2 separate regions of the Rattus norvegicus genome follow, and region 1 is linked to region 2. Evidence: chromatin contacts called from public Hi-C data. All regions are on one chromosome and are shown on one strand. The core of a region is the stretch at or near the end of the contact, and the rest is flanking DNA. Distances in the headings are between cores, read along the strand shown. Region 1 overlaps LOC100912124 (a long non-coding RNA gene). Region 2 overlaps Dapk1 (death associated protein kinase 1).

Region 1 (3,835 bases), core at 165-2,664, 210 kb after region 2:
CATACTAGCCTTTCCTTGGTCTCTTCATAACAACGTATTCTATTTCCCCTTCCTCGGAAGATCCTCCTCCCTCCTTCCCTCCGCAGTCATTAGCTACCTAACCTCCATGTTTATTTGACTGAAACACACAGATCACACATCAGCAGCTTGTAAGCAAACATCTACATTCAAGTTGTCCTTGCGGGTCTGGGTTACCCGACCGGGGATGACTTTTCTACCTCTATCCATTTGCCTGCAAACTTCATGATTTGATTTTTCTTAGTAGCTGAATAATATTTTATTGGGTAAATGTATCCTATTTTCCATATCCATTCATCAGCTGATGGACATTTAGGCCATTTCTGACTATTATGAGTAGAGCAGCAATGGACACTGATGGGCAAGAATCTGCTGCAATCGGATGCAGTGTCCTCAGGGAATATGATGGAGTCCTCAAGGAATATGATGGAGTCCTCAGGGAATAGGATGAAGTCCTCAGGGAATATGGCCAAGAGTGGCACAGCTGGATCTTGAGGTGGATCTATTCCCAGCTTCCTGACCCAACCCTTCTGATCTCTAAAGTCAGATACTGTGTTACATTCTGTGCTGGTTAGTTTTGTCAGCTCAACGCAAAGTGGAATCAGTCACCAGGGCAGAGAGAACCTCAGTTCAGGAATTACTGGAATCAGATTAGCTTGTGAGGTATTTTTTTAATTTGCTAACAGATGCAGGAGGACCCGGCCCACTGTGAGCAGTGCCACCCCTGGGCAGGTGAGCCTGGGTTGCATCCAAAAAGCAGGCTAAGCAAGCCATGGAGAGCAAGCCAGTAAGCAGCACTCCTCCACAGTCTCTGCATCAGTTCCTGCCTCCAGGTTCCTGCTGCAAGCTCTCGTCCCAACTTCCCTTAGTGATAGACTGTAACTTGCAAGCTGAAATAAACCCTTTCCTTCCCTAAGTCGGCTTTGGGCCATGTTATGACACCAACACATCGTCTCACTGGCTGAGCTTTCCCTTTTAGTCCCCTCTTGAGGATCATGTGACTTCTGTTATTTAGCAAGAGGCAGTGGACTGGCGGTTCCCTCCTACGTAGAACACACACAGCTCAAACCGAAGCTCTCCATGTCCCCTCCAGAGCGGGCTTCTTCATTCTGAAGTTATTTCCAGTCAGTTCCCAGCCGAGGCTGATGTCTCAAGGCAGGTTCATTGTTCACATCTGACTTCAGATCTTCCCCTCTGCGTTTATGGGGCCGGGGGTAGAATGCAGACTGCAGGCTGGGTCTGTCTCTGAGGAATGCACTCCCTCACTCGCTCGCTCGCTTGCTCGGTGGCCTGGACTCCGGACAAATCTGGGGTCATGACCTCTTTTTACTCTCCCAGCTTTCATTAAGGACGCCTCGGGCCAATGCATGCTGTTTGTAGGTCACCAGAGTTATATTTTATCCAGCATTGCCTTTCTCCGGCACTGTTGTCTATTAACCACCCCTGCCCTCGCCCACATCCCTGGAGAGCAGCGGGTGAAGTAAAAATGTAAATTTCTGAGGAGACCAGAGCACAGTTAGGGAGTCACATGGTTAGGGAGGCTCCTTCTCTGTGGAACGGGCTCAGAAAACACACGGGGAACATTCTAGAACATGAAGAGCTGTCTGCACCACTGGTCTGGCCTGCCGCAGTGACTAGTGATCTCCTTCCTTTCTGTCACTTGTGGATGACGTCCTGTACCCAGCTCGACTGCGTGAGCTGGCTGTCTCACTGCGGATGTTTGTCATTCTGTACCCTTCCCTAAGATTAAGAACAGATAAAGAGGCAGCACGATGGAGCAGCACACGGGTGTGCCCATGATGGTGCTCGATGACTCTTGAATATGCTCCCCCAAACCCACAGAGGACCAAAAGAGCCAATTCCTGAAAGTCATCCTCTGACCTCCCTGTGCACTCTACTAAACAAATGAGTCAGTCAGTAAATAAATAAATAAATAAATAAATAAATAAATAAATAAATAAATAAAAGAACAGATGACTGCATTGCAGGAATGCACCCAACTTGGAGGTGCTCTGTTGCTTCTACCTGGGACCCTCCTCAAGTGCTTGAGGGGCTGGCAAGAGCTGGCAAAGTGAACTATGAACCAGCCCAATCCCTTGTGCCAACCGTGCCTTGGAAACCAGCTGCTTTCTTCCACCTTGTCTTTGTCACCTGAGCCAAGCCTGGCTTTCCCTGCTCTTCCACATCTGTCTACATTGGACTTGGTCACTGGGTAAATTTCAAACACCGGGGAGTTGAGTCGACTTGTGCTTTGTGGACCTCTTATCCAGACTGAGCAAGTGCTGACCCCAAACTGATGTCCACACTGCTGAGTTTACAGGCTTATATCTCCCTGGGGAGGAAACACCCTTGACCTTGTTTCATTTCTCCTAGCTGTTCAAATCTGTGTCCCGAGAACACAAACTCAAGGCATGCGTCCCAAGCAGACTCCATCTCTTTGTCCCAAGTGTTACGGGGACACTAATGCCTAAGGCAGCACTGATTAAAATCATACCTTGCTCAGATTGCATTCTTATCGATTTTTCTAGAAGGCAACAAAAGGGGAGCTTGTTTTCCCCCCACTGCTGTTTATTGAGCAGCAGGAATAGCTATGGGGACAGAGCGGCAGACCTGGTAGAGGCAGGTATTGAAGCTAACACTGAAATCGCGAGCAGTAAAGACAGGGTTCCCATTCCCCTGGAAATCTACTCCTGACTTGGTTGGGAAAGAATGGGAGGCATTGCTAACAAAGCGTTCTGAGCACTAAAGTGAGAGATAACTGAAGGCATTCCTAGCTCTGGGAAGTACTGGTTTGTGTGTTTTGAATTCAAGTGAAGTGCAAGTTCTAACCCTCACTATTGTTATCAAAATAAAAAAAAAATAGCTAGGCAATCGAACAATGACAAAAAAGGATTACGGTTCAATTCCATTATACTTCTTACCTTGTACAAAGAAAATAGGCTGAGCGTGTGGACAAAACAAGGCCCCAGCTAGAGTCACCTTCATAAAGTTAAAGGAAACAGAACCTCCGGAGTCTTTGCCAGCACATCTCGGGCTCGACGTTCATTGGTCATCCGCCCTTGGCATCTGAGTTACAGGGGTTAAGAGCATGTTTGGTTTACGGTGCCTCTGAGGCCATGTGGAAGGAGATGGAGGAGCAGGTCTTCTGGCTAAGATAGGGTGGGTGACAAGAATAGACACTTCTTCCTACTTGAAATACCGTGACGATTGGACGAGACATTTTAAAAATTGGACTCAGTCGGAAGGGGAGAGGTAGTGAAAGGCAGTGTGTGCAGAGAGGGGGACAAGCACAGGAAGCCACAGTAACCCAGCACATGAGAGAGATGAGACATGAAGTGTTAGGAAGGAGCCCACCATGTCTCACACGGGATGCCAGCAAGAATCGTTAAGACACACCCATCCATTTGTTGTCTCCAGGAAGCACACCTCATTGACAACGGCACTCACAGACAGACAGAAAGGATGGAGTCAATTTATCAGAGAAGCAGAAGCTTGAAGCAAGCCACTGCTTGAACAAACATCGGAAACTTTGGGCTAAAATTAGTCAGAGGAGAGAGGAAAAGCCAGTACATGCTTTAAAATGGAACAACCCATCAATAAAACGTAACCGTTATGGAGGCTGGAGAGATGGCTAAATGTTTACGATCACTCACTGCTCTCGAAGAGGACCAGGGTTTGGTTGTCAGAACCAATATGGTGCCTCACAACCAGCTGGAATTCCAGATCCCAGTAATCAAATGCCCATTTCGGGCCTCTGCAGGCCCCAGAAACTGCCTGTGTCGGGTACACAGAAGCACATGCAGGCAAAACATCCTTG
Region 2 (4,027 bases), core at 1,237-3,736:
CACGAGCATATCCCAGTCACTTGTGGGGACAGGAGCTGTGGCTGTGCCCCCTCCACAACTAGGAAGCTAGATACCACTGTCAGGCTAAAGTTTTATACAGCCCTAAAATCCAATTAAAAAAATGAAGACACCTTTTTAAGAGAAGAAAAAGAGTTATGGTCTAATTATCAACATTTGAAGGCACGACATCCCGTGAAGAGTTGTGTAGGACGATGTCATCACGCAGGTGAAGGCAGGTACAAGATAGAACAAGGCCTGTCATTGGATAAGAAGGAAGGATGGGTGGGAGAAAAGTTTTAGAGAAGAGGAGGAGACGGGAACAAGAGGGAGAGGAAGCAGTGGAGAGAACATGGAGGCTGATGTTAAGATTCCTCTCTGCACATTTACAGGTTGTTATGAATACTTTTAAGGTATGTATGTGTACAGGGCTTTGTGTGTCTAGGTGGGCAATTACATCTTATCAATTGGATCAGAGGTTATTGTGTTGTGTGTTCTTTCATGTGGTGATTTAATTTATGAGAATATGTGGTAGCTAGAGACATGTCTATGTCTGGCATGGTGGCAACCTGCCTTGGGAACTAGATGGGTAGAGATTGCTGTCAGGCTCAGAGAGAAGCCATCGGCAGTGTGGTATGGGATGGAGCAGAGTGGGTGAGACGCTTTGCTGACTGAGATGAAGATATCTACCAGATATCTTGGGGCACCGGACCTAGTGCGGGGTAATAGACAACATTTTATTTTTTATAATTTTACAGCAACGGAGTTGGAACATCCAAAGTCTGTCTACCTGCCAGACTCCCAGTTCCTCAGCTCTAATTGCTCCTGGGATACACATGGGGTCTCTCTGGACCAACAAATCTAGTGGACTATGTTATTCTCTGCTGTGGAAAGCCATCGTCAGCCTTCTACGGTGTTAATAACACCTCTGAAGTCTACCAAGGTGCCTGTAACATCCCTCAACCTCCAGCTTAAAAATCAACCACGTCTCCAGATAATTCCACGTGTCTTCTGGGGACAAGACTGCCAAGCTGAGAATGAATGCTCTCCCCAGACTGTAGCGCTGTAAATTCAGGGCCACCCTACTCTTACTGTGACCCTAAAGTTCTGAGATGGATCCAACAGGCAGGCCAGAACATGTCCTTTACTCTGGGCTGAACTGAGTTCCTTACAGGACACTGTACCCCCAACTGAGAGTTCCCATCAAACCGTCCCAGGCTTCATTAGCACGGGACACATTGAGGAAGAAGAGGAGGAAACGGGTACCTTAGACTTTCCAAGATGGCACCCAAGGCTGAGCTCTGAGGACATGCAAGTCCAGAGACTTGGATGCAGGCTTGGTACTCAAGCGAAGCTGCAAACCTGGGGCTCAAAGAGTAGAGAAGGGAGGCCAGACAATAGAGCAGGTGTCCTGGAGAGGACAGGAAGAAGAACCATGGGCAGACAGGAGCAAAGGAGAACCGAGTGCATGGAAGGCTGAAGAGAAGAAACAGGATTAATTGGAGCCACTAGCACCTGCTGAGCAGGATGAGCAGGCAAAGAGAGGAAGAGAGAAGTCAGAGACTGGTTACATCCAGAGAAAGCAGGCACTGTGGAGTCAAGCCACTGGCTCCTGGGGTGGCTCCTAAAGTTGTTTCATGCCCGTGTAGACCTATAACAATGATTTACCACACTTGATCATTTTGGTCACACACTGGTTTATTTTATTTTTACAGTTCTGGCTGGCCTAGAACTCTCAATATAGAAAGTTGCCTTCCTTGGCCTCCCGAGCGCTGGTATCAAAGGCGAGCGCCCCCGCACCTGGTCGCTTCTTTTGTCATCTTTGTTTTAGTTTATAATAAAAGAAGCAGCTCCCGAAAGGTGACTGGGGTCTCTGCTGAATCAGTGGAGGAGGAGAAGCCAGGGGAGCTCAGAATCTAAAGGTGACACTAGGGGGCGCCGTGGAGCCAAATGTTAACTGTACAGTCTGCTCAGAAGCGAGAAAAAGTTACAGTTGGCTGTTCCACAGGGCAGCATCCTCAGGCACAGGTCTGAAATGTGTTCCTGAAAAGATGGCTGTCAGCACAGGATATACAAGGCAGTAAAAACCCAGTACAGATAAGAGAATATGAAAAATATTAATAATCTCAAAATGATCCCATTGAAATGAGATCCCTCACACACTACGGAAAGTCGGTTTGTCTGCTTCTTCTTTGATGCGGCTGCTAGAAAATTCAAAATGACAGACACACCATTCGCTTTTGTCCCTCAGTGATGTCCTCAGTACACGGTCACCCCACTCCTCACACGAGGTCATCCCTGTTCAAAGAGGAAGATGCCTGCCTTCCCTCTGCTAGGAGGCCAGATGCCCACCAGGCCTGCTCGCTGATGGGAGGCTCTCCATTCTGTCTCCAGCATGGTCTCCGTAATCTAGACAGGAGTGGGTGGCCACCAAGCTCAGGCCTCTTAGCCTAATGCTTTTCATGAGCCACGCCCACTTCCTGACTACTCAGCTGCCAGACTTCATGACCAGCTGCTGCAGAGAAGACAGCTCCACCCACCTCCCAGTCCCCACTCTTATCTGACATCACTCTTGCTCCACCCCGTAACTACGGATGGTCAAAGACTCTCTGGTCGGTAATCCTTTCTCATTCTCTAAAAGGTTCCCTGTGTGGGGCAAGCATCAGAGTAAATGAGGCTACGTACAGACAGAAGACACTGGGCCTCTCTAGAAGCTGAAAGGGTTGGGAGACAGGGAGGCGGTATGAGCAGGGAGTGGTGGGAAGCGGTGAAGACAGCACTGCAGGAAAGAGTGAGGGGGAGGAACATGGGCTCACGGAGCAAGACAAAGGGACCAAAGGCCGCACACACTTCTGGATCCAACAGCTGATAGCATCTTCTGAGTCACCCTGGTTTTTATTTCCCCATAAGCCATCATCTGAGACAAATATGCTTTACCTCAGGATAACTAACCTGTAGGTAAAGGTTAATGAATATACCTGGGTCTAACAGATTCTTGTGTGGCAGGGGTGAGCCAGCACCCTGAGATGTGCACCCATTCTATGCCCAGACTTATTCGTGTCTGTGCCTGCAGAGCCCAACACTGCACAGAACAGGCCCGTGTTTACATATTGAGAGTGAATGGTACTGCAAAGACCTAAACACAGACAGAGAGCAAAGACCTACACACAAACAGGGAGGAAGGTATAGCACCATAGGTCAGTGCATTCTCTCTCTCTCTCTCTCTCTCTCTCTCTCTCTCTCTCTCTCTCTCTCTCTCTAGAACCATGCCGGGTATTTAGGCCTCTGCAGCATGGATAGCCAAAGACAATGGTATAAATTAATGGGCATATCTGTGCCTCAGGGAAATTTGATTTACAAAAGCAAGTGGCAGGCTAGATTGAGCTCTATGGGCCAGCTCCTTCAAGACTTTGAAGATCTCCAAGAACCTCAGAGCCTCAGGTAGCTGCCACATCAAACACCATGTAATCTCCTTCAAGGCAGGTGGTAAAGTTCAGATCTGCGAATGTCAGGACCCCACACACTCGGGTAATTAACCCACTGTAGGGCCAGCAACAACTCAAGCAATATTTCATGGCTACAACTGAACCGCTGTTGGCCAAACTCTTATCCATGGTATTTTATGAAATATGAAAGAAATGGTTTCTTCTGGGGTGGGGGGTGGGAGGGTGGCACTAAGCCTAAAATGAGAAGCCAGAGGAACAGACTACATCTTGCTTAGAAATAAATTTCGGTCCCAGCAGCAAAGGCAGACTCTAAACTGTAGGCACCAGCCCTTTGCCTCTAGGTTGCTCATGCCCCAAGACCACACAGGGGATCCAGCTCCTCCCACAGGGCACTGGGCCTCTTGCGCCCTGGGGCCAACGGGAAGCACTTACGAAAGGGAAATCTATACGTGGGATAGAAAGCTAAGAGGCACTGTTGTGTAACACGGTAAACAAAAGGCCAGTGTGAACCAGCGGGTCGCTGGCTGGCGGAGCGGGGCTGGTGAGATGAGAGAGGATGAAACATTAACTAGATATTAAACTAG

Evidence for each region. A called contact is a pair of places that touch in the nucleus more often than the background predicts.
Region 1: a Hi-C map of liver shows a contact between it and region 2, with 5 times the contacts expected there. The contact joins two enhancer-like sites. A contact is called at or near these places in 12 of 12 Hi-C or Micro-C datasets (the A7r5 cell line, the Rat2 cell line, Schwann cells and 7 more) and 1 of 1 datasets of contacts at active chromatin or transcription factors (oligodendrocytes).

Annotation. Positions count from the first base shown.
Region 1 is chr17:4,182,122-4,185,956 of GRCr8, forward strand. All of the region lies in intron 2 of LOC100912124 (a long non-coding RNA gene), which reads left to right. Among named protein-coding and RNA genes, the nearest start is that of Dapk1, 87 kb to the left of the region's middle. Within about 2 kb of position 1,415, at least 5 of the 93 cell types and tissues checked have an H3K27ac peak or open chromatin away from gene starts, as enhancers often do. A contact at or near this core is called in hepatocytes, kidney and liver, where this site is marked.
Region 2 is chr17:3,967,860-3,971,886 of GRCr8, forward strand. All of the region lies in intron 18 of Dapk1 (death associated protein kinase 1), which reads right to left. Among named protein-coding and RNA genes, the nearest start is that of Cts7l2, 61 kb to the left of the region's middle. Within about 2 kb of position 2,487, at least 41 of the 93 cell types and tissues checked have an H3K27ac peak or open chromatin away from gene starts, as enhancers often do. A contact at or near this core is called in hepatocytes, kidney and liver, where this site is marked.